Regions from separate parts of the Mus musculus genome. Here all the other regions are linked to region 2. The links are chromatin contacts, called in public HiCAR-type, HiChIP or PLAC-seq and promoter capture Hi-C maps. All regions are on one chromosome and are shown on one strand. Each heading gives the region's core, a stretch centred on a gene start, on an enhancer-like site or on the middle of the called end of the contact. The rest is flanking DNA. Distances are from core to core; before and after follow the strand shown.

Evidence for each region. Promoter capture Hi-C pulls out the DNA fragments that hold promoters and counts their contacts. HiCAR-type assays count read pairs that join an accessible place to other places. HiChIP or PLAC-seq counts read pairs in DNA pulled down with a chosen protein or histone mark.
Region 1: a contact with region 2 is called in a promoter capture Hi-C map of hippocampal neurons, with 2.8 times the contacts expected there. The contact joins the enhancer-like site here to the promoter of Irx3 in region 2. A contact is called at or near these places in 10 of 39 promoter capture datasets (the 3T3-L1 cell line, embryonic stem cells, hematopoietic stem and progenitor cells and 4 more), 8 of 484 Hi-C or Micro-C datasets (cardiomyocytes, cumulus cells, embryonic fibroblasts and 4 more), 10 of 115 datasets of contacts at active chromatin or transcription factors (astrocytes, craniofacial prominence, embryonic basal ganglia and 6 more) and 3 of 9 other capture datasets (embryonic stem cells, embryonic trunk and pancreatic islet).
Region 3: a contact with region 2 is called in a promoter capture Hi-C map of frontonasal cranial neural crest, with 5 times the contacts expected there. The contact joins the enhancer-like site here to the promoter of Irx3 in region 2. A contact is called at or near these places in 3 of 39 promoter capture datasets (cranial neural crest, frontonasal cranial neural crest and hippocampal neurons), 1 of 484 Hi-C or Micro-C datasets (embryonic stem cells), 2 of 115 datasets of contacts at active chromatin or transcription factors (embryonic hindbrain and embryonic midbrain) and 1 of 9 other capture datasets (embryonic stem cells).
Region 4: a HiCAR-type map of fibro-adipogenic progenitors shows a contact between it and region 2, with 6 times the contacts expected there. The contact joins the enhancer-like site here to the promoter of Irx3 in region 2. A contact is called at or near these places in 6 of 39 promoter capture datasets (cranial neural crest, embryonic stem cells, frontonasal cranial neural crest and 2 more), 4 of 115 datasets of contacts at active chromatin or transcription factors (embryonic stem cells, fibro-adipogenic progenitors and stem cell-derived neural progenitor cells) and 1 of 9 other capture datasets (embryonic stem cells).
Region 5: a contact with region 2 is called in an H3K27ac HiChIP or PLAC-seq map of acute myeloid leukemia, with 8 times the contacts expected there. The contact joins the enhancer-like site here to the promoter of Irx3 in region 2. A contact is called at or near these places in 8 of 39 promoter capture datasets (the 3T3-L1 cell line, cranial neural crest, epiblast stem cells and 4 more), 1 of 484 Hi-C or Micro-C datasets (myocytes), 7 of 115 datasets of contacts at active chromatin or transcription factors (acute myeloid leukemia, craniofacial prominence, embryonic brain and 4 more) and 4 of 9 other capture datasets (adipose tissue, embryonic stem cells, embryonic tail and 1 more).
Region 6: a contact with region 2 is called in a promoter capture Hi-C map of liver, with 3 times the contacts expected there. The contact joins the enhancer-like site here to the promoter of Irx3 in region 2. A contact is called at or near these places in 6 of 39 promoter capture datasets (the 3T3-L1 cell line, cranial neural crest, frontonasal cranial neural crest and 2 more), 3 of 115 datasets of contacts at active chromatin or transcription factors (embryonic hindbrain, neural tube and stem cell-derived neural progenitor cells) and 2 of 9 other capture datasets (adipose tissue and liver).

The regions. Positions count from the first base shown.
Region 1 is chr8:91,169,377-91,173,644 of GRCm38.p6, reverse strand. No RefSeq gene overlaps it. Among named protein-coding and RNA genes, the nearest start is that of Aktip, 37 kb to the right of the region's middle. Within about 2 kb of position 1,879, at least 20 of the 459 cell types and tissues checked have an H3K27ac peak or open chromatin away from gene starts, as enhancers often do. A contact at or near this core is called in hippocampal neurons and second pharyngeal arch cranial neural crest, where this site is marked.
Region 2 is chr8:91,798,983-91,803,531 of GRCm38.p6, reverse strand. It overlaps Irx3 (Iroquois related homeobox 3), which reads left to right and starts at 1,878. Exons shown (of 4, transcript NM_008393.3): 1 at 1,878-2,567; 2 at 2,734-3,859; 3 at 4,055-4,121. The coding sequence starts at 2,292. It overlaps Irx3os (a long non-coding RNA gene), which reads right to left and starts at 196. Exons shown (of 4, transcript XR_003947581.1): 1 at 1-196.
Region 3 is chr8:92,795,457-92,799,597 of GRCm38.p6, reverse strand. No RefSeq gene overlaps it. Among named protein-coding and RNA genes, the nearest start is that of Mmp2, 30 kb to the left of the region's middle. Within about 2 kb of position 1,772, at least 14 of the 459 cell types and tissues checked have an H3K27ac peak or open chromatin away from gene starts, as enhancers often do.
Region 4 is chr8:91,279,524-91,283,476 of GRCm38.p6, reverse strand. It overlaps Rpgrip1l (Rpgrip1-like), which reads left to right. Exons shown (of 26, transcript NM_173431.2): 10 at 2,620-2,759. The region is part of intron 2 of Gm36163 (a long non-coding RNA gene); the gene reads right to left. Among named protein-coding and RNA genes, the nearest start is that of Gm36163, 7.8 kb to the right of the region's middle. Within about 2 kb of position 2,381, at least 43 of the 459 cell types and tissues checked have an H3K27ac peak or open chromatin away from gene starts, as enhancers often do. A contact at or near this core is called in fibro-adipogenic progenitors, where this site is marked.
Region 5 is chr8:92,481,719-92,486,239 of GRCm38.p6, reverse strand. No RefSeq gene overlaps it. Among named protein-coding and RNA genes, the nearest start is that of Irx5, 130 kb to the right of the region's middle. Within about 2 kb of position 2,944, at least 12 of the 459 cell types and tissues checked have an H3K27ac peak or open chromatin away from gene starts, as enhancers often do. A contact at or near this core is called in acute myeloid leukemia, where this site is marked.
Region 6 is chr8:91,224,838-91,228,837 of GRCm38.p6, reverse strand. It overlaps Rpgrip1l (Rpgrip1-like), which reads left to right. Exons shown (of 26, transcript NM_173431.2): 24 at 3,501-3,585. Gm36243 (a long non-coding RNA gene) reads right to left here. Exons shown (of 6, transcript XR_003947579.1): 3 at 3,605-3,679; 4 at 3,104-3,508. Among named protein-coding and RNA genes, the nearest start is that of Gm36243, 16 kb to the right of the region's middle. Within about 2 kb of position 1,272, at least 12 of the 459 cell types and tissues checked have an H3K27ac peak or open chromatin away from gene starts, as enhancers often do. A contact at or near this core is called in liver, where this site is marked.

The DNA of each region.
Region 1 (4,268 bases), core at 630-3,129, 630 kb after region 2:
TGAGAAGCTTTCTCAAAGAGGGAAAGAGAGGGCTGGGGCTACAGCTCAGGGGTGAGTGCTTGCCTAGGATGTCCAACGTTCAATCCGTAGTACATTAGTAGGGGGAAGGGGACATTTTTAGATTAGAAACAACATTTAGAAAACAATTTTATTTGTTATTTTAAAATTTTTGTTCTATAGTGTGGGGCTAGGGTTATATATGTACACCATCAATCAAGGGTGCATGCCATACCACTGTATCATAAGTCAAGTGTTTTCTCTATTACATCCTATTATTTCTCTATTACTTTAGTATTTCTACTCCATCTTTTTTTGAGACAGAGCCTCTTACTGAACCTGAAGCACACCAATTTAGCTAGATTTAGTGGCCAACACTAGCCGAGAATCTCCCTATCTTTACTCCCCAGGGCTGGGATTAGAGGCATGTAGCGCCACACTTGACTTTCTTTATGGGTGCTGAGACCAAACACAGGTCCTTGCATGTTCATGGCAAGCACTGTCCTGCTACATCACCTCTGCAGGCCCTTGGTTTTATTTCTCACTGGTGTATTAACGTTCTTGCCTGCCCCAACCCCCAGGCCATGTTTGGAAAACACTTGGGAGTGTGGAGGCAGGAGAGGGCCCACTGGATGTGTCTCCTGGGCCCCGCCTCTTAGCTTGGTTTGGAGAAGGAAAACTGTGACAGAAAGCAATAAAGGGAGCACAGAGGTTTCTGCTCAGACACCAGATAGAAGTCCCTGGGTTGGTCCTCCTGAATTAGGCCACCCTGGGAAGCCAAAGTTGAGGCTGAGCCAGTTGGGGAGTGACCAGAATCAAGAAAGAGAGAGAGAGAGAGAGAGAGAGAGAGAGAGAGAGAGAGAGAGAGAGAGAGAGAGAGAGAGAGAGAGAGAGAGAGAGAGAGAGAGCAGGTCACCAGAATGCCATAAGAGACCAGAGACACTGTGCTGACTGAGCAAGGGAGATGCTAGGGCAGAGAGAAGACAGAAACCAGAGCCCAGGTTCTTTCCCAACGGGCAGATACTATCTGAGCTGTCTGTCTCACAGTAGCAGTCAGATGGCCTTTGTCTAACCCTGCTCCCTTCCCCTTATTTTGTGTCATATTGGAGTTCACGAAGCCATCTTCCCATGTCTTTGTGGGGGTACTGGTAAAAGACTGAAGGGACCCAGAGATCTGGTGAAAGCGACCTCTCTCCTTACCTTACCCACCACCCACCGGCCAGTGGGATGCTTTATAGCATTTGCCAATTCCCGTGGTGTAAATTCCTCTCACTGTGGTCAACTGCAAGCTACCAGTGAGTTCGCTAAAAGAGGAAAGACTCAAGTCTAAAGCACACGCGGGCTCTGTCAGCTATGAGGTGATGGGCTCACTGGGTTGCTGGCCCACCCTATCTCGGCAGCCCACACTTGACATTTCCTTGGGCAGCTAAGGACCAACACTTAAAACTCGTTTTCTCCAGAAGCAGATGTTACTGCTTGTGGAAACATCTCTCTGGCTTGGAGGAAAGCCTCAGTGGGGTGACCAGCCATCCTCCTCAGGTCCCCCTTTCTTCTCTAAGCTCTTCTAGGGCCATTTCCGGTTCCACTCACCTTACCCAAGATATTCTTGTTTGAGCCATCCTGCCTGACAGAATCAGAGCAAACCAGCTCTTGGGGAGGGGTGGGGGAGCGCCAGAGGTCACCCTAGCTGCCCCCCTGCCTCCAGGCAGGTCTCTCCCTAAATCGTCCTAGACAGAGCCTTGCCTGGGCTGGGCCATTTGCTCGGAGCGCCCTGGTAGCCTGGGAAAGTTTTGTGCTGACTCCGTTTGGAAAGCTGGCATGGCGGTAGCTCGCTCCACCTGCTCAGAAGGGAATCATTAGTGGAACGCAGGCATGCGAGGGCCCGAAGGCCTGTGGCAATTAATCGTCTCTCCTCACAGGCAGCCTCAGCTGTCTGACTGCAGCCGTCCTGGAGGTAGCCCTTTAATTGTCCCCGGAGAGGGCAGGTGGGTGAGGGCTACCTCAGCTGGTGTTAGCCAGCAATCTTCCCAAATAAAAATAAAATAAAATAAAATAAAAATTTTTTTTGATATTCAAATATTTCTCCCTTACTTCCCAGAGTCTGTTATTGGTATAAAGGTTGAAGCTCAGGCAGCTTAACTGTTATGTGGGGTGACCTTTAGTTTTAATATTAATATATTATCGTAAAGTCTGTGTGAATCATGAATGCAATTTTGGTATTCATATAAAATGCCACATGCCGAAGCCGTTGCAACTTTTCTCCCCTCCCGTCCTCCGCTGGGCTGCAAACCGGGAGAATTAATATGCGTTCTAGTCCCCTCCGCTTTATTTGCTGAGCGAGGGTGGCCAGGCAACTTTATCAAGAGTAACATTATCAAGAGCTTTTCTGCCGGCTTCTTTATCATATTCACATCCGAGTCTGCTCGACACTTGTCAGTGTCAATCAAATCGCAATAATACGCAGATGATTTGCTCATTTGGTTTAATAAAATCTTTCTGCTTATTTGCGTTGCCTCCGTTACACCACGTAATTGCCGAGCCGCGGAGGTGAAAGGCAGCCGGTTGCCTGGGGGATAAGAGGAGACGGTTGCTATGTGAAGGATTTGTTTCTTTCCTCTGACTCTCCCCAGTCACTCATATCCCTAAAATTAATATTGTATTTGAATCCAGCCCTGCTATTCTTATGCAGGCTAACATTGTTATTACTTATTATTTGGATGTGAAGTCATTTATTTTTAGTTTTATGTCCAAGCTGTCAAGCTAAATTTCATTGTGAACTGCCACACACAATTTTTAACTGCCATTTAAAACGAGATTCAAACTCTAAATTATGGAGTGAGCTTGTTCAAAGGGCAGGCCTGACAGGAAGGGCAGCAAGGAGTCTCAATGGCCCTAGAAATCAAAGGGGGCTCTCGGTGATTATTTTTTCAGGAAAGCACGGGGATTTAGCACTTTATCATGGCCTTAACTGTGGTTGGACACTCAAGTGGGTGTTCGGAGGGAAGCGGTGTACAGGTGGCCAGGAAGCCTGGGGCTGCACGCAGAGCCCACTGGGCACCTGTACCTGAGTTCACTTGATGCTTGGGAAGAGCTGAAAGTCTCAGAGGCTGTTGGGGACCCTGTGCTCCCAAGTAGGGTAACTTTGCAGAGGGATTTTGGTATGCCACAGCTGGAAACCCTGGGATGACTGGGTGTGGTGATAGGGGAGTGGCTGAGGGCCACTCGATGTTAGGAGTCAGGAACCTGGTGGGGTATGGCTGAGAAGGCGGCTCAGTGAAGGTCAGAGTTGTTTGTGGAATCTTTGGTATTCACAAAGGAGCAGGTGTTCTGCATGAAACATTAACAGGTATCTGGAAAGTAGGGCTTGCTCGCTGAGACGGTTCCAGCTGCCTCCTGAGCGCCTAGGCAGGAGCCCAGAAACCACTCTACTTAAGAATAGCTACATGGGAACAAGTTTACTGTCCATAGCAGCCTCGCAGGTCCTAACCAAAGTGGAGCAAGGGAAAGGCTGTCACCAAGAGGAGACTAAGCCAAGGCCGTACAGACACCACAGCGTTGTGGCTCCCAACCACTAGTATTCTAAGCACTAGACCACCCTTGAAGAACTAGGCTTTCTTTGCTCTCCCGAAAGGTCCAGTTCAAGGGAGCCAAGTACAGGCCAAACCAAAGGAGAATTCCTGTCAGCCACCGTCTGGTAAATTTTAAGATTTGCAGGCAAGCCTTTGGAAGCCAGAGTGGTGCCCTTGGATAACAAGTACCAGTGTCGATGGTGTGGCTGTAAACTCAGAAACCCTGGAGCTGGTGGCAAGAGGACTGAGTTTGAGGCCAGCCTGGGCTACATAGCAAGACTCAATCTCAAAGGGAAAACAAGGACCTGACCTGGGCTTAGAATTAGACACAGTGGACCCTGGAGTCCCAGCTCCTTCTGCATTTGTCCCTACCAAGCCAGAAGAATCCTCAGTGGCCCACAGCCCTGACACGGGTCCTCCCTGGTTTCCAGACCAAAAAAAAAAAAAAAAAAAAAAAAAAAAGGCTTTAATTCTAAATGCACAGATACTTTCCTGGTGCCCATTTGAGTTTATGAAATAGAACATGTGATGAGATGGGCACCCAGGGGGAAACTGAGGCCTGACCCTGGAACAGAAAGAGACTACCTCCTCCTGTTGCTGTTTACACAGTGACTCGACCAGATGGCGCCTTTTCCATCAAGCTCCCACAGAAGCGATTCCACGGACACCGCAGTCCATCAACTATGAGGATGTGTACTAAAG
Region 2 (4,549 bases), core at 629-3,128:
AAACGGAATCAGGCTGCGGGGAAGCCATTCGAAGGCCTGAGCTGATCCTACTATGCCTCCTCTGTCCAGGCTCACCTTAAAGCCAACCTCCAGCACCAGGCAAGGAGACCAGGAGACCACAGAGAAGCTGCACAGATTCAATTTAGGAAGACCCCACATGCTGACATCGAACCCTAGACTTGGTAGCTCCCCAAACTTCTGTTTGTGTTTCTCCCACTAATTTTCTGAGTTAGTACCTCCTGGAGCCTAAGGTCAGTGGAATGCAGCCAGAGGTGGGACATGGGGGTCAAAACTGGAGGCCAGGGCCAGGGAGAAAGAAATCCATTCCCTAACTGTATTCACACTAGAGCCCGGCCAGCCCGGGACCCTTAGATTCCTCCAAGCTGGCGAGTTCCGGTTTGATTCTTAGTTCAGTCGGAGGCCCTTGGGGTGGTTTTTCTGCCTCTAAGCTAGGGCTCTTCACTCTACTGAAGAATCGCAGCCGGGGAGTTGTTCAGTCCGCAGGCCCACAGCAGGCCTGGCCCGCGCGTGGGTCGCCGCTACAGCCTTATCTGGGAGCTCCAGCTATCCCGGGAATTTCAGTATGACTTTCCACTGCACACACTAATCCGTGACGGTGGGCACTTGGACACTCACATTTCAAGTTAGATTTAGGAAATATCCTACCATAAAACCAAAGTCTTGCTCCCCGCCCCCACAATGCACACTCTCTACGGCTCTGGGGGAATTCTCGCCAAAAGAAAAACGCTGGGTCTGGGGACCAGAGAGCGGAAAGGGGAGGGGGATAGTGAAATGAATGGTCGCAATTAAAAAAAAAAAAATCACACCAACATAGAAACTTCTCGGAAGAGCTTTCGGAAAGTTCCCAGAGCCTAGGCTCTAAGTTTCTCTGCTCCTCCCCCACTCCATAGCCAGGAGCTCCACCAACTCCTTGCTTGTTCCACCAGACCACCTAGGCGCCAAACTCACTATTTCTTGTGAGGATTCTCAACAAGGTACCCTGGAGGTGTAAATGTAGCAAACTGCGGGGTTCCCCCGCCCTCCCCCCACCCAGCACAGAATAGGTCTTTTAAAGCTCGGAGAGGCAGCACTCCCAACTCCCAGGCAGCACGTTCACTCTTTTAGCTGCAGGCTTAGGCTTTGGAGAACGACCTAGGGACCAGAGCTGAAAAGTGCAAAGGGAGCCACGGGGGGGGGGGGGGGAGGGCGGGAAGCCCCGGAAGCCTGCCTTGGTCCAGGGTCCTGTCCCAACCCGGAACTACAGCTTCGAAGGGGGCTGAGAATTGAGGAGTTGGAAGACCTGAGGGGCTAGGTGACCCTGTACTAAGCCGCCACTCGTGGTCTCGGCTCTCCCCTCCGAGTGCGGGCAGGAGGGGGCGGGAAGAGACTGAGTCCAGTCCCGCCCCGCCCCGCCCGGCGCTCTGTACTCGCGGGGGAGGGCCGCCTCGCCCAGAAGGCTCCCGGGTGATTGGCGACTCCAGGAGGAGACGCAGGGAAAAGTCGAATAAGAGGGCGCGACGTCAGACTCGAGATTTGGGGAAGGGTGAAGGAGGGGGTGGAAGGGCGGGGACGGACACACAGACACTGACGCGGACACACACCCCCCGCACAGCGTTCTAAGTGTCTTCAACTTTAAGCCGCCTTAGCTCAGGGTGCGGAGACCGGGGAAGAGGGGAAGAGAGAACGAGAGAGTAAAGAGATTTAAAAGAGAGGAGTCAGACTAGGAAAAGTGAAGAGAGCAGAAAGGTGAGCAAAAGCAACCGTGAGAAACAGAAAGAGCAAAAAGAACCGCAGTTTCCCAGCGTCCAGGACTGCGAAGGAGCCTCGGGAGCGGAAGCGGCCAGGGGTGGGGTGAGGGGGGACGCAGCGAGGGGAGGGGAGAGGACAGGACAGGAGGAGAGTGTAAACTAGAGGAGGGCGAAGGAAGCGAGGCGCGACACAGCTCCCGGAGAGGAGGGCAGAACTGAGCGCCTAGCGCAGAGCGGCTCGCCCGGCCTAGAGGAGGGAGTGCTGCGCAGAGAGGAGGGGCTTGAGGCCCCGTAGAAATGTCAATCAGAGCCCGGAGCCCAGGGAATCTCGGCCAATCTGTTCGGACCTGACCTGACTCCTCGCTGCCGCCGCTGCCGCCGCCGCCGCCCGCCGCGGAGCAGATCAATAGGCGAACGCGGAGCGCGACGCAGCGCGGCCCGGGCTCGGCCCAGCCCCCGATGCGCTCCGGAGCCGGGGTCCGGAGCTGAGCACGGCGGCTCGGGGGTCCGGGCCCCCAGTCCGTAGGTGCGCCGCGGGCCACCATGTCCTTCCCCCAGCTCGGATACCAGTACATCCGCCCTCTCTACCCACCCGAACGCCCGGGAGCTGCGGGCGGCGGTGGAGGCGGCAGTAGCGCTGGGGGCCGGAGCGGTCCCGGCGCCGGAGCCTCCGAGTTGGCCGCCTCTGGGTCCCTATCCAATGTGCTTTCATCAGTGTACGGGGCACCCTACGCCGCTGCCGCAGCTGCCGCCGCCGCCGCTCAGGGTTACGGCGCCTTCCTGCCCTACGCCACGGAGCTGCCCATCTTCCCACAGCTGGTAAGAGCCAGAGAAACCCGGGAGAGAGGGGTTGGAGTTGGGGTGTGGGGCAAGGTGAGCGTGCAGAAGAAAGCTGGGGTCCCGGCGGGAGGATAAAGGTGGGGACGGCAGGAGCTCACTCGCGCTCCCTGCGCGCGTGTCCCCTTCCTTTTCCATGTGCGTACAGGGCGCTCAGTATGAGCTGAAGGACAGCCCTGGCGTCCAGCATCCGGCCACGGCCGCCGCGTTCCCGCACCCGCACCCCGCCTTCTACCCCTATGGCCAGTACCAGTTCGGGGACCCGTCCCGTCCCAAGAACGCCACCCGGGAAAGCACGAGCACGCTCAAGGCCTGGCTCAACGAGCACCGCAAGAACCCGTACCCCACCAAGGGCGAGAAGATCATGTTGGCCATCATCACCAAGATGACCCTCACCCAGGTGTCCACCTGGTTCGCCAACGCGCGCCGGCGCCTCAAGAAGGAGAACAAGATGACGTGGGCTCCCCGTAGTCGCACGGACGAGGAGGGCAATGCTTATGGGAGCGAGCGGGAGGAGGAGGACGAAGAGGAAGACGAGGAAGAGAGCAAACGCGAGCTGGAGATGGAGGAGGAGGAGCTCGCAGGAGAGGAGGAGGACACGGGGGGCGAGGGGCTGGCCGACGACGACGAGGATGAGGAGATCGATTTGGAAAACTTAGACAGCGCGGCAGCCGGGTCGGAGCTGACCCTGGCTGGGGCGGCGCACAGGAACGGCGACTTCGGCCTGGGACCCATTTCGGACTGCAAAACTAGCGACTCGGACGACAGCTCCGAAGGCTTGGAGGACCGACCACTGTCGGTCCTGAGCCTGGCCCCACCGCCACCGCCCGTGGCCAGGGCTCCTGCATCTCCACCTTCTCCACCCTCCAGCCTGGATCCCTGCGCTCCGGCCCCGGCGCCCTCCTCCGCCCTCCAGAAGCCCAAGATCTGGTCACTGGCCGAGACGGCCACCAGCCCGGACAACCCACGCCGCTCGCCTCCCGGAGCCGGAGGTTCGCCTCCCGGCGCAGCCGTTGCGCCCCCGACGCTGCAGCTCTCGCCCGCGGCCGCTGCAGCGGCTGCAGCGGCACACAGACTCGTGTCGGCGCCGCTTGGCAAATTCCCCGCTTGGACCAACAGGCCTTTCCCAGGGCCGCCGGCCGGTCCGCGGCCGCACCCGCTGTCCATGCTGGGCTCGGCCCCACAGCACCTGCTGGGACTTCCCGGAGCCGCAGGTCATCCCGCTGCGGCCGCAGCCGCCTATGCTCGGCCTGCCGAGCCGGAGAGTGGAACAGGTGACAAGAAAAATGTAGGGGCACAGTGGGAGGGTGTTGGTGGGGCTCTCGCCTAGACTAAAGGGAAAGAACGGGGCTTTGGGGGTGTGTGGGACGCCGGTGTTTTCCTCTTTGCTCGCAGGCGGGTGCAGCTGCCCTGGAGGCCTGGAGCCTGTGTTTTAAAGGCCTCCTTTTTCTTCCCTCTGTTTCCTACAGATCGCTGTAGTGCCTTGGAAGTGGAGAAAAAGTTACTCAAGACAGCTTTCCAGCCGGTGCCAAGGCGGTAAGAGACTCCGAATTTGGGAAGCATAGTGGGAGACCCTTCGGGAGGAATAAGAAAAACACAGAGCCAGTGGCGGGAGCCCTTTGCCCCCTGGGAAGGTAGCAAAGTAGCTGGCAAACTATTGCTAAAGGACCCAAAAAATCCACTCTTCTGTCACTTCTTGTGGACCCATAGACACGGTTCCATTCTCGGCTGGAGCACCTCAGGCCTGTGGTACAGAGCTAGGGGAAGTCTGGCCCTTACAAGAGGCCTGTGGCGCAGAAGGCCTCTGCGTAATGTCCACTTCCTTCCAAGCCCGGTCTTGACTTCTGATCTCTTTAGCTCAGCTTTTAGTTAATACTCCCACAGCTAAACACCGGCTTTATAGGGGATCCCCTATCTAAGCAGTCTCCCCAACTCTAAAGCTCACTGTCTCTGCTTCCGTTCTC
Region 3 (4,141 bases), core at 523-3,022, 1.0 Mb before region 2:
AACGACTCAGCCCTAGCTATGTAAAGAGAACAAACCTTGAGAAATACCTTGAAAAGCTCCACTTCAGTATTTTAAGATGGTTAAAACACCGGTGATGGCGTTTCAGGCTTTGTGGACAGTGGATAAAAAAGAAGGCTTTCGAGCAAAGGGTATTTTCAGAGCATCTCCAGGCCCAGTGCACGTTGGTAGCCTGGTTTATAGAGCTCAGTGAATTACACCAGAGTTTTTCTCCACTTAAAGTAAATCAGAATGATCTGAAGGGTTTTTTGAAGTTTGAATTGTAGTTGTGACCTGTACCAGAGAAAGAGTAGGAGACAGTAGGCTAGAAAGAGATTTTGCTATGTGAAAAGACCCAAGGTTCTTCCTTGTAAGTAGCATATGTATTGTGTGAACTCATTCATTCATTCATTCATTCATTCACTGATTCAGCATGTGTCTGGGGGCAGGTCTTTTCTCATAGTCTCTCTGTCTCTCTCTGTCTCTGTCTCTCTTGAAACCAGGGCCTAACACAATGTTAGTCAAGTATTTTGCCACTGAACTAAGTCATAATTCCTCTTTTTACTTTTTTAAAAAATTTTTGAGATATGGCCTTACTAGGTTTCCCAGGCTAGCCCAGACCACCCTCTGTAGCCTAGGGAAATCCTTAAACTTGCTGTCTCCCTGTCTCAACTTCCTGAGTAGCTAGGACCACAGGCCTTCACCACCATGCCTGGCTTCCACAGTTTTTCATTTAAATTTTACAGTGACCATCTGAAGTGGTCATTTCTGAACAGGTGGAAAATGAATTTATCAATCTGTCAATAAACCATAAATACTGGACAACCAGGACACTGTAGAGGGGTTAGATGCCTCTCATTTTGTTCAGGATTCATTGCTGCAGAGAGGAAGGGAAGAGCCAGAACCGCTAGCTGGAGTGGTGTCTGGGAAATCATGGCTAACCAGTCCGCGAAAATGCTTGACTTTTTAAGTGGCTAGTACAGCTGTAGTGGGACATCAGCTATGATTCTCGTCCCTCTGTGCTTTGATGGAAAGAGGTAAGGCTCTGGAGATCAAGTAACATTTTGAAAGTCACCCACCAGAAAGTAGGTGCAAATTGGAATCCATCTTGGGCCTTTCAGACTCCCAAGGTTGGTCATGTAACCCTTATGCTGACTGTAGAGGTATCTCCAGACTAACATCAGTATGTCCCAGGCTGGCCCAGCATTTCTCTACAAAGATAAGGAGGAACAGTCCTAGAAACCAATTGGAGGAGAGGGAGAGGTTCCAGATTTAATTAATATGAAGTTAAGACACCCATTTGGACTGGATCTTCCTATAAATAATGAGCAATGCATATGAGTGATTTTAGCACATATCTTGGGACATACTTCTATTAAAATTTACCCATTGTTTACTTGAAATTCTAATGCAATGGGGAATGCTGTTTTATCTGGAAGTCCTGAATGGGAAGGGCTGGCCTGTCACAGGAACACTCATACATTTCAAGTACTGAGATGTTTTCAGTCTGTAGAAACACGGATATCTAAGATCCTCCTTTTCAAAGCCTATGATCTGAGCTACTAAATACTTCTAAACAAACCACTAGTGCCTTTAAAGTGATAGAATCTCCGGACAGAGGGCATTAAAGTCAATACCTACCCTGCCTTGCTTTTTTGCCTCTTCCTGTCTTCTCTTTATACAAGAAGGCAAAAGCCAGCGTCCTGGCTCTATGGCTCGGCTTTGAAGCTAGGCATGCCCTAGTCTCCTAAGCACATGGAAACAATTCCCTTCCCAAAGGCCTTCATGGTTAGCCAGCTGCACGGCGCATGGGTTTGCAGCTGTAGTTATAATTTCTGCAGTGCCCCCACCCCAGCCCAGATGGTATCTATTAGAATGCATTGCTTTTGAAAAGCAAACTGAGTCTTAATTAAAGGTTGGCTATCCAAAGCCTGTTTGTAAATGAGAAAAATTAAGCAACTACTCTGAATAGGGCAATATGTCGCCTCTGTGGTTAGAATACTGCTGTCTCCACACATAGAGGGTCTCCCGTGCTTCGGGCTGTCTCTGTAATTGCATCTGAGTGCTTTGTTGCACAACAGACACAAATGAACCATGGGCCTCAATGGAATAGCTAGAGTTGCTTTCAGAGTGAAATGGAGTTTAGTCACATCCTCTCTCAAACCACCATTCAAATACAGTGCCTGGCAAACTCATGGAAGTTGTTTGGTGTCACCAAACTAGGCCACTGCCTTTAGTAAGGAGGCTAGATAAAAACTAGGAGAATCTAGCCTTTGCCTCACTTCCACATCAAGCATGAGACAATCCGCTGGCAACAGATGCCCCTACCCAGATCTTTTGAACAAGAACTTCCTAAAATATCAGTGCATATAATCTGGGAAGTCCATGATTTGTTTTGGGGAGGAGGTGATAAAAATACAACAAACCTCTTTTCATATTTGCTAACTAACTTATGAAAGCTAAGACGTCCTTTAATGCTGAATATGTGGCGACACAATACAATCTTCCCAGCTCCACCGGCAAACTCTGCGACTTAATCATCAATAGATGTTCCAGGTGTTCAAAAATACCTTGAAATCGGCTCATTACCTTTTGGAAATTGTAATAATTATTCGGCTTACCTCTTCACCTACCTTCCTTCCTTCCTTCCTTCCTTCCTTCCTTCCTTCCTTCCTTCCTTCCTTCCTTCCTTCCTTCCTTCCTTCCTTCCTTTTTTCCTTTTTTCCTTCCTTTCCTTCCTTCTTTCTTTCTTTCTTTCTTTTTTCTTTCTTTCTTTCTTTTCAAGAAAGCACACAGAATGCTGTATCATCTTAAAATTATTTCCATAACTTTATTTTTTATAACTCATTTTGTAAGCCCGTCTTTTATGTGTGTGAATCATTGCCTTACAAGGACTCTTGAAGGTATTATGCTAAGTGGAACAAGCCAGATGGTAAAGGGCATAGGTCATGTGATTCCCCCTATGTTGAGCCATGAGGCAGTCGGCTACACAGACAGTAAGCAGAGTAGGGGTGCCTGGGAAGAGCAGAGGAAGGAACAGTGAGCTACTGTTTTGTTTTTTGGTAGAGATCATGATTTATAGGTCAGGATATTCTTGAACTTTGTCCCAGCCTCTTCACTACTGGTATTTAAGGGCAGATCACATGAGTTATTTTAACCAGGACAGCATTTTTAGTTTTGGAGGTGACAAAGAAATGTTCTGGGAATATATGGTGGCTATCCCAGAAAACAGCTTGATTTTACCTAAGACCATTCCTGTGTTTGGAAACAGTTAAACATTGAGCCACCTGTGATGCTACTGTGTGCCTGACAACCCAGGACATGGGAGGCTGAAGTGTAAGTTTGGGGCTAACTTGGGACACTTGTGAGAGCTTGTCTTGATGCAGAGGCAGAAGAGGAGGAGGAGGAAGAGGAGGAAAAGAAGGAAAATAGCAAATTTTATGCTGTGTATTTTTTCCACACAATTTTCTAAAATCCATTGAAAGATTCTATATGTTTTCACATCACATTCCATACCCTGTGTTGTCCTGCAAAGGGACCCACAGCCCTCAGCAGAGACTTTGGTTCTAAGGCAGTGGTTCTCAATCTTCTAAACACTGTGACCCCTTAGTACAGTTCTTCATGTCGTGGTGAACCCCGGCCATCAAAATGATTTCATTGCTACTTCATAACTGTCATGTTGCTGCTGTTTATGAATAGTAATGAAAAATATCTGATATATGAGGCCTGTAGGGGCTGCGGCCCACAAGTTGAGAAACAATGTTCTAAAGGAATTTCCCATCCTGGATGTGAGGCACACTTTTCCAGGTCTGCTCTGCTCAGTACACCACCCTTACAGTCTCCAGCCCATCTAACATCTTCCGAATATCCCAGTTGAGCCATGCTGCCTGCCAAGAACCTAATGCCTCCTTCTACTTAATTAAAGGTCTATTTGTCAAGAGTCAAGGAGTGCACAAGCCATAGGAGCACCACATGGAGACTTTCTCCTGGGTGCAATTGGAAAACTTGCCTTGTGAGTCACCATGCCTTAATGGTCTGTCTGCAGACATGGAAATGCATCTCAGGGTCACCTTCCCACAGTTTATAAGATGCTCCATAACCCCACGTTCCCTCGCCAACCCTGTGAGGTTAGCACACCTAGAAG
Region 4 (3,953 bases), core at 1,132-3,631, 520 kb after region 2:
TTAAACTTTACTGTTGTGGTGACCCTTTCAAGAATTGAACAGATTAAGTTTCTAATCTGCTCAGTTTGTGAACGAGCACTGCTAGCCACCCATAGACCACTCATTTGTGCAGCATGAGCTCTGATTGTCTGCAGCCCTCTTGCTAAAGTACCTGTGGGTTGCTATATGGGAGAGGGGTTTAGACTCCCTCATTTCACACATGAGGAAGGCCTGGAATGTCAAAGCAACAAAGTTTTTCTGTTAGAAAGAAGATGAGAGAATAGAGAAGACTTCTTTAGCTTTTATTTTGACCATATCATGTTTTAATCAAGAGTGTGTATTAACAGTATACTTGAGACCCAGGGCAGCTAGTGGACATGCTATTGAGCACAGGCAACACCAGCCCATCCTGGAGGCTGTCACAGAACATGCCAGGGCAGTGGGGACAGAGACAGTCGTCCTCCCTTCACTGCCCCTGATGGTAAATACAGAACATTTCCATGAATAAAACGTTCTTAAATACTCCCCTCATATGCAGATTTAATCATGTATACAGCCCTTACAATGAAAATGGAGCCAGATGTGGTTCACCATTTATAGCTACGCAGATGGCTCCAAGCATAGAGGAATATAGTAAATTCAAAAGGAATTCCTCATGAAACTGCAGTGGAATGTAGGCCTAAATTTAGAGGGAAGATAGCAGCGGGCTAAATTCAGATTGACTTATGCTGATTTACACTAGTATTTTGTGGGTTTGGAAAAACCAGGCTGCTAAATTGCTCTTAATTTAAACACACACCGCTTCTGATGTCCCTGCCAGATTAGCTGCTGGTGATCTTCTGCAGTGCGCACACTGTTAGAACACTACTGTTTCTAATTGCTGGCATCTGAGGGAATGTATACTTGTCCTGTTTCATCATGCTAAGTTTTTTTTTTCTGGGTGGTACATGTTTTTAAAGATAGAAGACTCACATGTATATATGCACTTACACTCATGCATATGTATTTATTTGGCTAGACATCGAAATTATGTATGTTCTTCATTTTTAAGTGAATTTGTAAAGAAATAATCTGTAGTATTTAAAAGTATATGTGTTTGATTTGAAGTTCATTTATGTCTAAGTAATTCTACCTTTGATAAAAATTAGCTTAAGTTATTGGCATATCAGTTCTGTGGTTGTTGTTTTTAAGAATCTATGTGAAATGAGAACATAGAGAGAGGAAAACATATCATTTAGAGTGGCTTCTGAAATTCCATTTATTTTCAAGCTGATATTTTAAATGTAGTAAAGGTATTCAAAATGTGAAATGAATACAGATTTTTTTTTAAAGTTGTGCCTTTTACAGAAAGTATCTCTTTTGGAATGAAGCCTCAGGCCTTGTTGGCAGCCTTAAGGGCCATTCCCAGTAATACTTTTCTTTTTCATTCACTTCCTCATTAGTATAAAGCCAGACTGTATAGATTTTTGTTTTATTTACTGAGTTTAAAATAAGTAGAAGGCTCGGAGCTGAGGGTGATTCCCCAGTCACGTCAAGCTTCACAGATAATGGTTTTCTGCTGAAATGCAGATCAAAATAAGTTTTCCTGAAGTCTGGCTATCACCTGGGAGGCTACAGAAACGTGAGTTGCCAGGCCTCTCCCTTTGAAATGTCCCTGCGTGTCAGAGAAGCGAGCTGCTGTAGCACCGTTGTTTGCCATGTTCAAGACCCACTAGATAAAGAAACGGTTGTTTTCTCCCTCTGCAGCATCTAGTTGTTCCTATCTCGTGCTGCCTCTAGTCTTCCACGCCTTGATCACTAGCAGATTTAAGCTGTAACTGACACTACATTGGGCTGCAGAGGTAGCTCAGTTGGTAGAGTATGTTCACAGAGCCCTAGGTTGTATCTCGGCATCATATAACCATGTGTAGTGGTACATGCCTACAGTCTTAGCCCTAGAGAGGTGGATACCAGGCCACAAGATTCAGATCATTCTCAGCCACATAGGGAGCTCAAGACCAGCCTATGCCAGAGACCCTGTCTCAGAACAAAGCACTAAGCCTTGGTTAAGGAATCAATCATGATTCTGTCTTCATAATCGTCTCTGTGTCAACAGTCAAGTTATTTGTTCTTCGTTAGCCTGTTGGACTTATTGTAGGGTAAAGCCGCCCTTGCACCCCTTCTTAGTGTCAGTTACCCCGTGTGGTTCAGTACGTCTGAAATTATTACAGACTTGCCGTTTTCTCAGAATTAAGTGTAGATCAGGTGGGCGATGCCTTTTCTTAGTATTGAGTGCTCTTGTAAGTGGAGGAGGCTAGCCCTGCCTGTTAGTTGCTGAGGTTTGGAGCCGTGGACTCCTCTGGAGTGTGTACAGTATCTGAATTCCTTTACTAGTCCACAAAAGCTGCACGCTGCCAACTTCTCTGGCTTTGGAGCTCTAAATTAAGGCCAGTTCCTTTGCTCATCCCACAAACTCTTTCATGTTCCCTAACCGCAGCCTGAGCAAGGCGCCTCGGTTTCAACAGCAGCAGACCAGCATATGTTTACTTAATTCCTAAGACATGATGACAGTGGTCTCTGTGCCACTAAAAGCTTTCTCTTTATTATTTTCGGGTGAAGCTGATTTCCCAGCTCTCCTTGCCTGTCACGTGTGTTTTACAGCGCCTTCAGTGCTGCCCATGAAGAGCAGTGGAAGTTAAAGGAGCAGCAGATGAAAGTGCAGATTGCTCAGCTCGAAACTGCCTTAAAATCTGATCTTACAGACAAAACCGAAGTCCTTGACAAACTAAAGACTGAAAGAGGTACATAGAAATAACCACCCATTTACTTATGCAGACATCTGATGCTTATTTGCTGAGTCAGCCAATACTTCATGTATGCCTACTGTCCGCCAGTCATCCTGCTATCCTCTGGGGACAAAGCAGTGCATATTACATATATATATATATATATGTATGTATGTATGTATAGTGGGGGGGGAGGTATATGTATAATATATGACATACATATATGCCTTATATGTATGCCAAAAGAATTGTTTCTCAGATTCCCTTTTATCCAAGTTGTTTTTCATTAGTTTAATATCCCTAAGTTCTGATCTTTCCTTTATTTCACAGTCAACAAATATTTATTGAACAAGTGCTCAGCATTGTTCTAAGTTCCAAGGATACAGCAAATAAAAGGCTTACTCTCATAACTCATGGAAGCCAACAGTAGTTAGAGAAGTCTGTGATTGTACAGGTAATAGCTGATACAGTGGGGAAGATCCAAAGAAAGCCTCTTGCAGATTTTGAAAGATCAAACCAGAGCAATCTAATAGTAAGATGTCTGTATTTATTCTATTAACCAAGATGCTTTGTCAAAATGTCGCTGTTAAGGAATAATCACTAAACATAATCATATTAGGTCTTGTCTCATAGAGTAAAATGTAATTAAAGATGTCTGGACTGCTGTATTCCACACTGACTCATACGCAGACGCAGTGCACACAGATACACTGTGTTGGGTGAGAGATTTATATTCAAGTTTGGCACCTGTGTGTGCACCCATAAGATACACCCAGGAATATAGTAAGAAGGTTGCTCCTTTGGAACATTTGCAAGTCAGTTACACGAGAATTGTAGAAGTTGGATTCAGCGACATGGTGGCGCATGCCTCTAATCATAACACTCAGAAGACCAAGACAGGAGAATTGCAAATTCCAGACCCGCCTTGGGCTACATAGTAAAACCCTGTGTCCATAACAACAACAACAAAAAAATGGTTTAATACAGACTTAGTGAGAAAAAATGTACTTTTAGTTAGTACTCTTACCACAGGGTCACATTTTATTGAATAAATGGAACATAATTTTTCACTTTTAATATTCCTAGAACCAGAGTGCATCCATAAGCAATAACACTTTAAAACTACTTATACATGTTTCTTACATTTCACAAGCCTACAGTAGGCACACAGAGTCAATGGAGTCTTTATTCCAATAGCACAGTGGTCGG
Region 5 (4,521 bases), core at 1,695-4,194, 680 kb before region 2:
ATGAATCCTTCAGGCATCCCTCTGTCAGGACTGCACTCCTGCCTCAGCCAGGTACCAGACACTGGGTCTGACATCCTGCTGCAGTGGCTGAATTGTTCAACATGTGAGTCCCATAGGGTCCAGATCCATCTTTATCTCTGCAGAACTCTAAACCCAAGAGATTCTGGGGTAGCAACAGGAGAGCAGCCTTTCCGTGAGCCCATGATACTCTCAGCTGGAGACTGGGGCTGGGCCCAGGTTGTACAGCTGGCTTTGAAGTAGCACCTGCTCCTTCACACTGGTGATTCTCCTCTTAATTTTAAACCTTTTATTTAGAAGCAATTTTATACTCAGAGAAAAGCTTTGAAAGATACAAACACCTATAGACTCTTTGTCCAGACCCACTCCTTGTTTTTAAGGTAAATTTTATAGGGGGATGTGGTGTTGTACGTCCAATACTTGGTAGGCTGAAGATGGGGCTATCTATGAGTCCAAGGCCAACCAGGGCTCCAGAGTAAGATCCTGTCTCAATAAGACATAGATTGATTGATTGATTGATTGATTGATTGATTGATTGATTGATTGAATGTGTTTCACTGTGGAGCAACAGTCTTTGTATCTCCTCTCATGGACCTCCCACAACTGTTGGTGAGCTATGATGGTCTCTGCCACAGAGTTCTACAGTCTGAACTCTGGAATGACAGTGGGAAGAACTGCTCATTTGTCTCCAACACATTTTGACTGGGAGCAGGATCGGGATTTGGGATTTTGCAAAGGGTACACAGCTTAGGACCCTGAGTGTCTGAGGAGAGAGGAAAAGCCACAGGGTAATCAGAGTGCACATGGAGAGGAGGTCGCAGAGCAAAGTGCACTGCTCTGCCTGGCCAAACTACCCAGGACCTCTTCCTCAGCATCAGATCCTCCCAGTGGGTTGCCATCTTCCCAGGGAATTGTGTGTATGCTTCAGCTCCCACCCACAGCCAGCTGGATTTCCATTCTCTCAAATTGTGCAGAGGCTGGTTCCTTTTGTTGTCGACCTTCAGCCTGCCATGGGCTTTTGAAAACACACACAGGCAGGCACACACACACACATGCACAGAGAGAGAGAGAGACAGAGAGAGAGAGACAGACAGACAGACACAGACACAGACAGACAGACAGACACAGACACAGACAGACATACAGACAGACAGACACAGACACAGACACAGACAGACAGACAGACACAGACACAGACAGACATACAGACAGACAGACACAAAGAGCAGAAGAGAATTACGAAGAAAATAGAGTGTCTTGAGACTGTACTGTCAAAAATAGGAATCAGGACAATCCAGATGAAACACCCAAGAACATAACCTAGTACGTATTCAACAATGTTTAAGGCATTCTGGAAAATGTCAACAAACCAACCCAGAACATTAACTAGAGATGGGAGACATCCCAAACTGCAAGCATCTGCCCATTGCAATTTTAAGACACAAACATGGCCAGCATAAGATGAGCATCTAAGCTTCTTAGGATCCTATAACTCTTGGGTGCTGTGGCAACGTGAAATCATGGTGATATTAATTAAGTAATGTCAATATCCATATCCATAAAATCACTACCCTGATCTAGATAGGAGCTCTTGGCAAGCAAAGCCTCAGTTTCCCTATGATACCTGGACAAACATCAGCCCTGAGGTACTTAGGCAGCTAGCTGTTAAATAACAGAGACCTTCAGCCTGTCACCATGGGAGCCCAAGATGAAGCCTTGTCCCTACAGGGGAGTGTTGGGGCTTTCCGCTTCCCAGGCCTCACGTCTCTCCATCAGTATCCCACACCCATGCTCCAGAGTCACTCACTGAGGTTGGTGGCTTCTGCCTACTTGAGTCTATATTAATTAAAGTGCAGGCTTAGCTAGGAGAGCCAAGTGTCTTATTTCATAAAGCAGATAGCGTGAGCGATTTTAATTTACACAGAGTGTGTGACCGGGGCCTGGGCGGCAGGAAGAACCTCAGAAATTGTCTTGGTTTCTCAATCTGATAGCTCAAGACTGCGAGTTGCCATAAATTCTGATAAAATGTCTTCCCGGCGGCAAAAGACGATTTTTATAAGCTTTTGGAAGGGGCTAATAAAGCTATAATCTACAGTCTTCTATTATTTAAAGACCTGGCTTGAGGGATATGATTTGTAAGGGTTTTATATATAAATAGGGAGACGTATATTAATTCTATGTCTCAATCTATCACCCTTTCTGGGAAGGAGCAGCGAAAGGCTTTGGTTGCCCATGACTGGCCTCTTATCTGGCCCAGATCTGGAAAGATCTTTGTCTAAGCCCTCTCCCCACAACACACAGAGTTCTGTGCCTCCAGAGAGGTAATCAAAGTTGTTTGTGCTGGCACCCCAGCTCTCTTCAGGCCCTTAGTGACATGTCTGACAAACAGGATTCCACTGTGGCAAGGCCTGGTGATGAGAAAGGTAGCTTTGTCATTTCTGACAACAGACATATGTTGGGGATTTTCCTATCTCCCCCTGGCCTGGGTTCTCTAGCTCTGGGGTTACCATGCGGAGCCAGTGCCAAGCATCCGATAACAACAAGCTTAAGGACAGAGCCAGGGAAGCAGCCCTCACATCTGACTCCAGCAGTCCCGGTCTCCCGCTGGGGCAGCAAAGCAGGTTTCAGATGCTGCAGGGTCTGCCTGGCTTTCTCCTTGCAACACAGAAAGCTGGGCAAAGAGATTGCACAACAGCTAAGCAGGAAGCGTGCCCAAGTCCCCACCCACCAGTCTCCAGTTTCACTCAAGTCAAAAAGGCCAAGAGGTGACAACAAAGAGCCAGGGAGCCCTCTTTAAAGGGCAGAGACTGTCCTCTAAGTTGGACACCAATGGTCCCCTCCCTCTCTACCCCTACCTGAAGGACCAACACCAGGAAGGGGCAGTGAATATGGCGGCATAGGATATCATTAGTGAGCTCCTCTTCCCCCCCCCCCCAGGCCATGGCTTATCACCCATAAAGCAGAAGTTTCAGTGGACAGGCTAAAGTGTGAAGTTTACATCCGTCTGAATCTGGTGACGTATACCTGTCACCCCAACACTGGGAAAACTGATATGAGATCAGGAGTTGGTGGTCAGCTTGGGCACACATTGAGGTGAGCCCTCATCTTTTTCAAAAACAAAAAAACAAAACAAAAAAAAAATTTGAATCTGGCAGGTCCCCATAGCCTCTCACGATTTCGTTAGCAAATGCTGCTTTTAGACAGAAAGACTAAGAAAAACCGTAGGAAGAGAGAACTGAGGGGCATTTTGACAGGCTAACTGACTGGATTCCTGGGTGTGATGGGGGTGTGGAGAGAGCTGGGGGGTGGGTCCTGCATGTGGGGGTGGAAGCAGGATAATTCCTAGAGGCCCAGCAGAGATGTAGAGCCCTCACAGGGTCCCTGGCTACAAAGTCTATCCTGGAAACAGTCACCTGTTCAGATATGCCACTCTTCGCCTAAGCTGCATAAGGACACATTATGTTTGTGTATTTATTGATTTAATTTTTTTTTTTAGACAGACAGGCACTTACTATGTAGCCCATTCTGGTCTGGACGTTGAAAACAGTCCTCTTGCTTCAGCCTCCTGAGTACAGGGATTAAAGATGTGCATGTCACACCCACTTTGACAGTAAGCTTAAGAGCTTCAGGACCCAAGTGTCCAAAAGGAGATTGATGATCCACTGAGGGAGGAGAAAGGGGAATTTCTCAAGTATGGACTAGCAATAGCCAGCTTCCCCATGGTGCCTGAACCACCTCTCTAGCAGTTTCTCTGGCTAGATTACAGCCACACGCTCATAAGCAGCAGCTTCCCCGCCATGCCCAGAGCTTTGGGGTCGTCATGCACAGAGGCCTCCCAGACCCTTGCTTCTCCACTCCCCACAGCCTCCCATTTCCATAGTCCACAGGATGTTCCAGCCACCCGAGTTCATGCCTTCAAAACCTACCTAACAGAAATGCCTAGATAGGCTGGCTCTCTGAACTGTGAGTGACCCAGGAGGCAAAGGCTGACTTCCCAGGGATGAGCAGAAACCCCTGAAAGAGCAGCTTGCTTCCATTTTTGGAAAAGCAACATGGTCCCCTTTGTGCCCTGAGTCTACAGCTAGGTGGGAGCAGCCACCTGTTTATAAAGTGTTCCCCATCTCTTTCACAGCCTGCCTTCCCCAGTCACAGGTTGTCACTAACATAGGGACCTTCCAGGCCACGGCCGATCTTGGAGAGAGGCTGGAGGAAGACATATGATTTCTCTTCTTCCAAGGACTTCATTTAGTCTCGTCGACTTCCTTCAAGACCCCATCTCTGAATACAACACCCACCAGCAGGGCTATGAAGATATCAGTATGGGAATGGGAGGTACGTGCAGGTTGACTCCGTCACAGACTAGCCTGGCTCTGTCTTTCCACCCCAGGGAAATGAATGTGGGATGGAAGCCACTGGGGAGGCAGGAAGAGATATAGGAAAGGAGAGAGCTAAGGATGCTTAGCCAGTCTCAGAACGATTCAGCCAGGCCACTCTCCCCAAGCT
Region 6 (4,000 bases), core at 23-2,522, 570 kb after region 2:
GATTTTTTGAGACATTATTTCTCTGTGTAGCTTTGGCTGTTCTGGAACTCGCTCTGTTGACCAGGCTGGTCTCAAATGCACAGAGATCTTCCTGCCTCTGCCTCTCAAGCGCTGGGATTAAAAATTTGCACCACTGCCTGGATAACATAATTACTTTTTAAAAGGTGTAAAAACTGAAACTATCTTTGAAAATACCCTTCTGGTTTTTTAGAATTCCATATAAAGCCTGGTGTTCACAGGATCATAGAATCATGTCGTAACACTAGTGGGCCAAAGTGTCCCTGTTTCCCGCAACATTAAATGTAGAGTATTCAGTGCATCTTGATCCCATTTTTTAAAACTGGGCAAAGAACTGTTGGTCTGAGATGGTTGTTGGTAGGTGGTATCCTGACTGGCAGCAGTAGCAGCAAGAGGAGCAATGTAGTTGCAGAGGCTTAGGCTACACTGCAGACACCTCAATCTGAATCAGATCTCCAAGGGTTCAGCACAGAAATCTGCAACCAATCCATCTAAGTACCAGGGATGTGTGTTAAAACTGATAACCACTAAGCTAAACTCAGAAGCCCAGTCTAGGCTATATTTATACAAACAGGCACAATTCCAAGTTGGTATGTGTTTTTTTGTTTTGATTTTTGGTTTTTTGGGGTTTTTTTTTTGTTTTTTGGTTTTTGGGTTTTTGTTTTGTTTTGTTTTGTTTTTGGTTTTTCGAGACAGGGTTTCTCTGTATAGCCCTGGCTGTCCTGGAACTCACTCTGTAGACCAGGCTGGCCTCGAACTCAGAAATCCGCCTGCCTCTGCCTCCCAAGTGCTGGATTAAAGGCGTGCGCCACCACACCCAGCTGGTATGTTTTTATAAAACTAAATTTATTGGTTGGGAACTAGAATTTTATTTTTGAAAACAAGTTTTTAAGAAGTCAACCAAAATATTTAAGTCTGCTTTATGGATCTAGTCAATATCACTTTATAGAAGAACAAGAAAGCAGGTGGCATGCCCAGCTCAGCTACAGACCGATCCCGTCTCCAGCCGGGAAATGCCCTGGTTGAAATGCCAGGAGGAGCTTAGCTATAGAGGAAGGTGGCACAGACACACCAGAGAGCACTAGGCGATTGAGCGTAGGCTCCAGCTCCATGTGCTAACAGATTTCTAGCCTTCTCTCTGCTTAGTCATCTGTGAAATGTAAATCAACCTTGCTCCTAACCCTGTGGTGGAGTGGAGTGCCTAGTGCATGAACATCACTCCATAAATGCTGCCCAGTGGGGTGGTGCAGAATTCTAGCTGGGAGTTGGTTTATTTGTGAAGGTTAAACATGGAACCGCCGCATGTCTCAGCAATTCTCCCTCTGTGTAAATAGCAGAAAGAACCAAAATCAAGGGCACAGGCACATAGCCAACTGTGTCCAAAGCTCCTGACACCCAGCAGTAGAAACAACCCACAATTCCTCACAGGGTGACTGGAAAAACAAAAAGTTTTATGTGCATATAGTGGAAATATAATTCAGCATTGCATGTGATGGATGCATGCTGCAGCGAGGATAAGCCTTGAAATTATCAGAGATAAAGGGCAGACTGTGGCCCCACTTAGAGGAGTTGGTAGAGACAGGAAGTGAAGTGAAGTAAGGGTTCCCCAGGGTGGATAAAGGGGGTGAGCGTTACTGAAGAATAGGTAGAGTTTCTGCTGGGATGGGGGAAAGACTCTAGAGAGAAAGAGGAGTGACAGCATCCTCCTGTCTGTACCTAATGTCAGTGGACATATGTTCTAAACTAGCTAAAGTGCTATACTTTAAATTATATGTATGTTACCACAGCAATTGAAATTCATCAGAACTCATCTAAATTTAATTGAAAGACATTTTCTTTTGAATGCTGGAGTTGGAAATTGAGAGGCTTTTAATACAAAGAAATTATGTGTATTTATGTATCAAAGACTTAAATTATTTGGTAAGAATAACAGTTCATGTCGTGGCCTGTGTACCGCTATAGAGATTAATCACTGTTTCTGCCTGGGTTGTTTTGTCCTAGTTTTTAAACTAAGCGTGAATGGGAAAGAGAGTGGGGGGCAGGGCTGGGTGCCATGGCACCTATGTGAAAGTTGGGGACCAGCCCTTGGGAGGTGGCTCTCTCCTTCCCCCAGTGTTCCAGGGATTGCTCCTAGGTCACCAGGCCTGTGACAGCAAGTGCTTCTGTCTACTGAGCTGTCACACCACCAACCTCAGTTGTCTTCTAAATTACCTTCATTATTCTCGCCCTCAAATGTTAGAAACCAATACTGCCTAAAAGCTTTAGGATTATGAAGTGGGAGAATATATGAAAAGCCACATACTGAATTAGAAAAAAAATCCATTTAGTTTAATACACTGACAGCCTCTAAAAATGAGGGACTGACCCTCAGCACTAGTGAAATATATCTGCAAAGATGACCTTCTAGCAATGACAAAGAAAACCCTCAGAACTATTGGTGTTGGTCTCTGTTAATGTTGGTAGCTCTAAGGAACCCCATACGGTATAGTGTTCTGTAAGGACAGTGGCCTTGGTTCTTCAGGGCTGGGTAACTTGGCTACTGGGCCTCCACTTATTTTGACCTCTCCTGGGCCACTATCACCTCCTTGTCTCCCATTCCATGTGTCCACATCCCACAGGGCACACCTTAGGGTTTTGATTAAGGTCAGTCAAACAGCCAAGCAGCTGAGTAGCCCTATTGCATGGTCATATGAAGTCGTACTGAAACTGCCCTCAGAAGCGTTGTTAGTAAAGTGGAACCTGGAGGAACAGGGGTCCCAGAGCCATAGCAGCACTGTCCCTGTGTGCACATTTGATCATGTTGGAGTTGAGATCTGGCTGCAAGGGAGCCTAAGCCCACACTGGGCTTAGAAGAGGAGTGGCTTCTCCCCCAGGTGCCAGCTCTGTGTACAGCCCACCTGCATGCCCAAACACCAGGTTTGACAGCTATTCATCTGAATGCCAGGACCAGAAGTCTTCATATACCAGAGAGCCCCTCCGCCTTGTTCCACCATGCACTGCCACATCAGCCCTGACTTTCCTACCTGCATACTAGATGCCTTTTGTTGCATCTTTTTGCAGTGGCAAGAGAGGAGGCTTAACTTACCGGTAGGCTGTCAGGAAGGACGAGAATGCTGCCGTACACTTTCATCATCACTTGCTTCTCAGGTGAAAGAACATGCTGTGACTCCCTCAAAATACAAAGCAGTAAAGACCCCCAGCTCCTCGGTCAGCTCTGCCAGAGCCACAAGCAGGTCGTGATAGCAGTGAAGCACTTCTCTGGGATGTTGTGGGTCTCCTTTCTGACAGCGGGCATCAGCCTGTCAGTGGCACCACACTAGATCACATGATCATTCCGATTGGATTCTGGTTTGCCAACCACACAGGCAAGGTGGCATGATGTGTGTATCTTTAAAAACAGTATTCATAGAATGCAGGGTGGTGCCGATGGAATATAGGTCTGGGTGGCTTCCTGTGTGAACCTGTCTTTTCTTTTGCTATAGTGATCTACCTGGATAAAGAAAACAACCCAGCGGTGAGAGACATCTTAAAAGCCATACTGCAAAGGCGAGAACTGCCTCACAGAAGGTATTTACAGCAAGTTTACCAAAGCACGCCTCTGTCCTCTTGCTTTCTGCAATGTTGGAGCTCCTCCTTGCAGTGTGGTTACCTCCAAAGAAATCTGACAATGGAAAGGCATCGGGGTTAGGGTAGCTCAGTGGTAGAGTGCTTGCTTAGCACGAGTGAGATAGTAGGTTTAATTCCAGGCCCTGCAGAAAACAAAAAAGGAGAAAAGACTCCAGGAACGCCAGTCATTCCTACACCCCAGCATTATTCCTGTAAAAATGTCCAAATGTCCCTCAGAGACACAAATGCTCCTGCCTTCCTCCTCCCTCCCCACCAAAAGCCTAGTAGAGACAACAGGTGGGAAGTGCTTTTCCAGTGAATACTGGGGTGTAGCCCACCTCCCTATGCTAAGGAAGGGGAGGTACCCTTTCCCCCA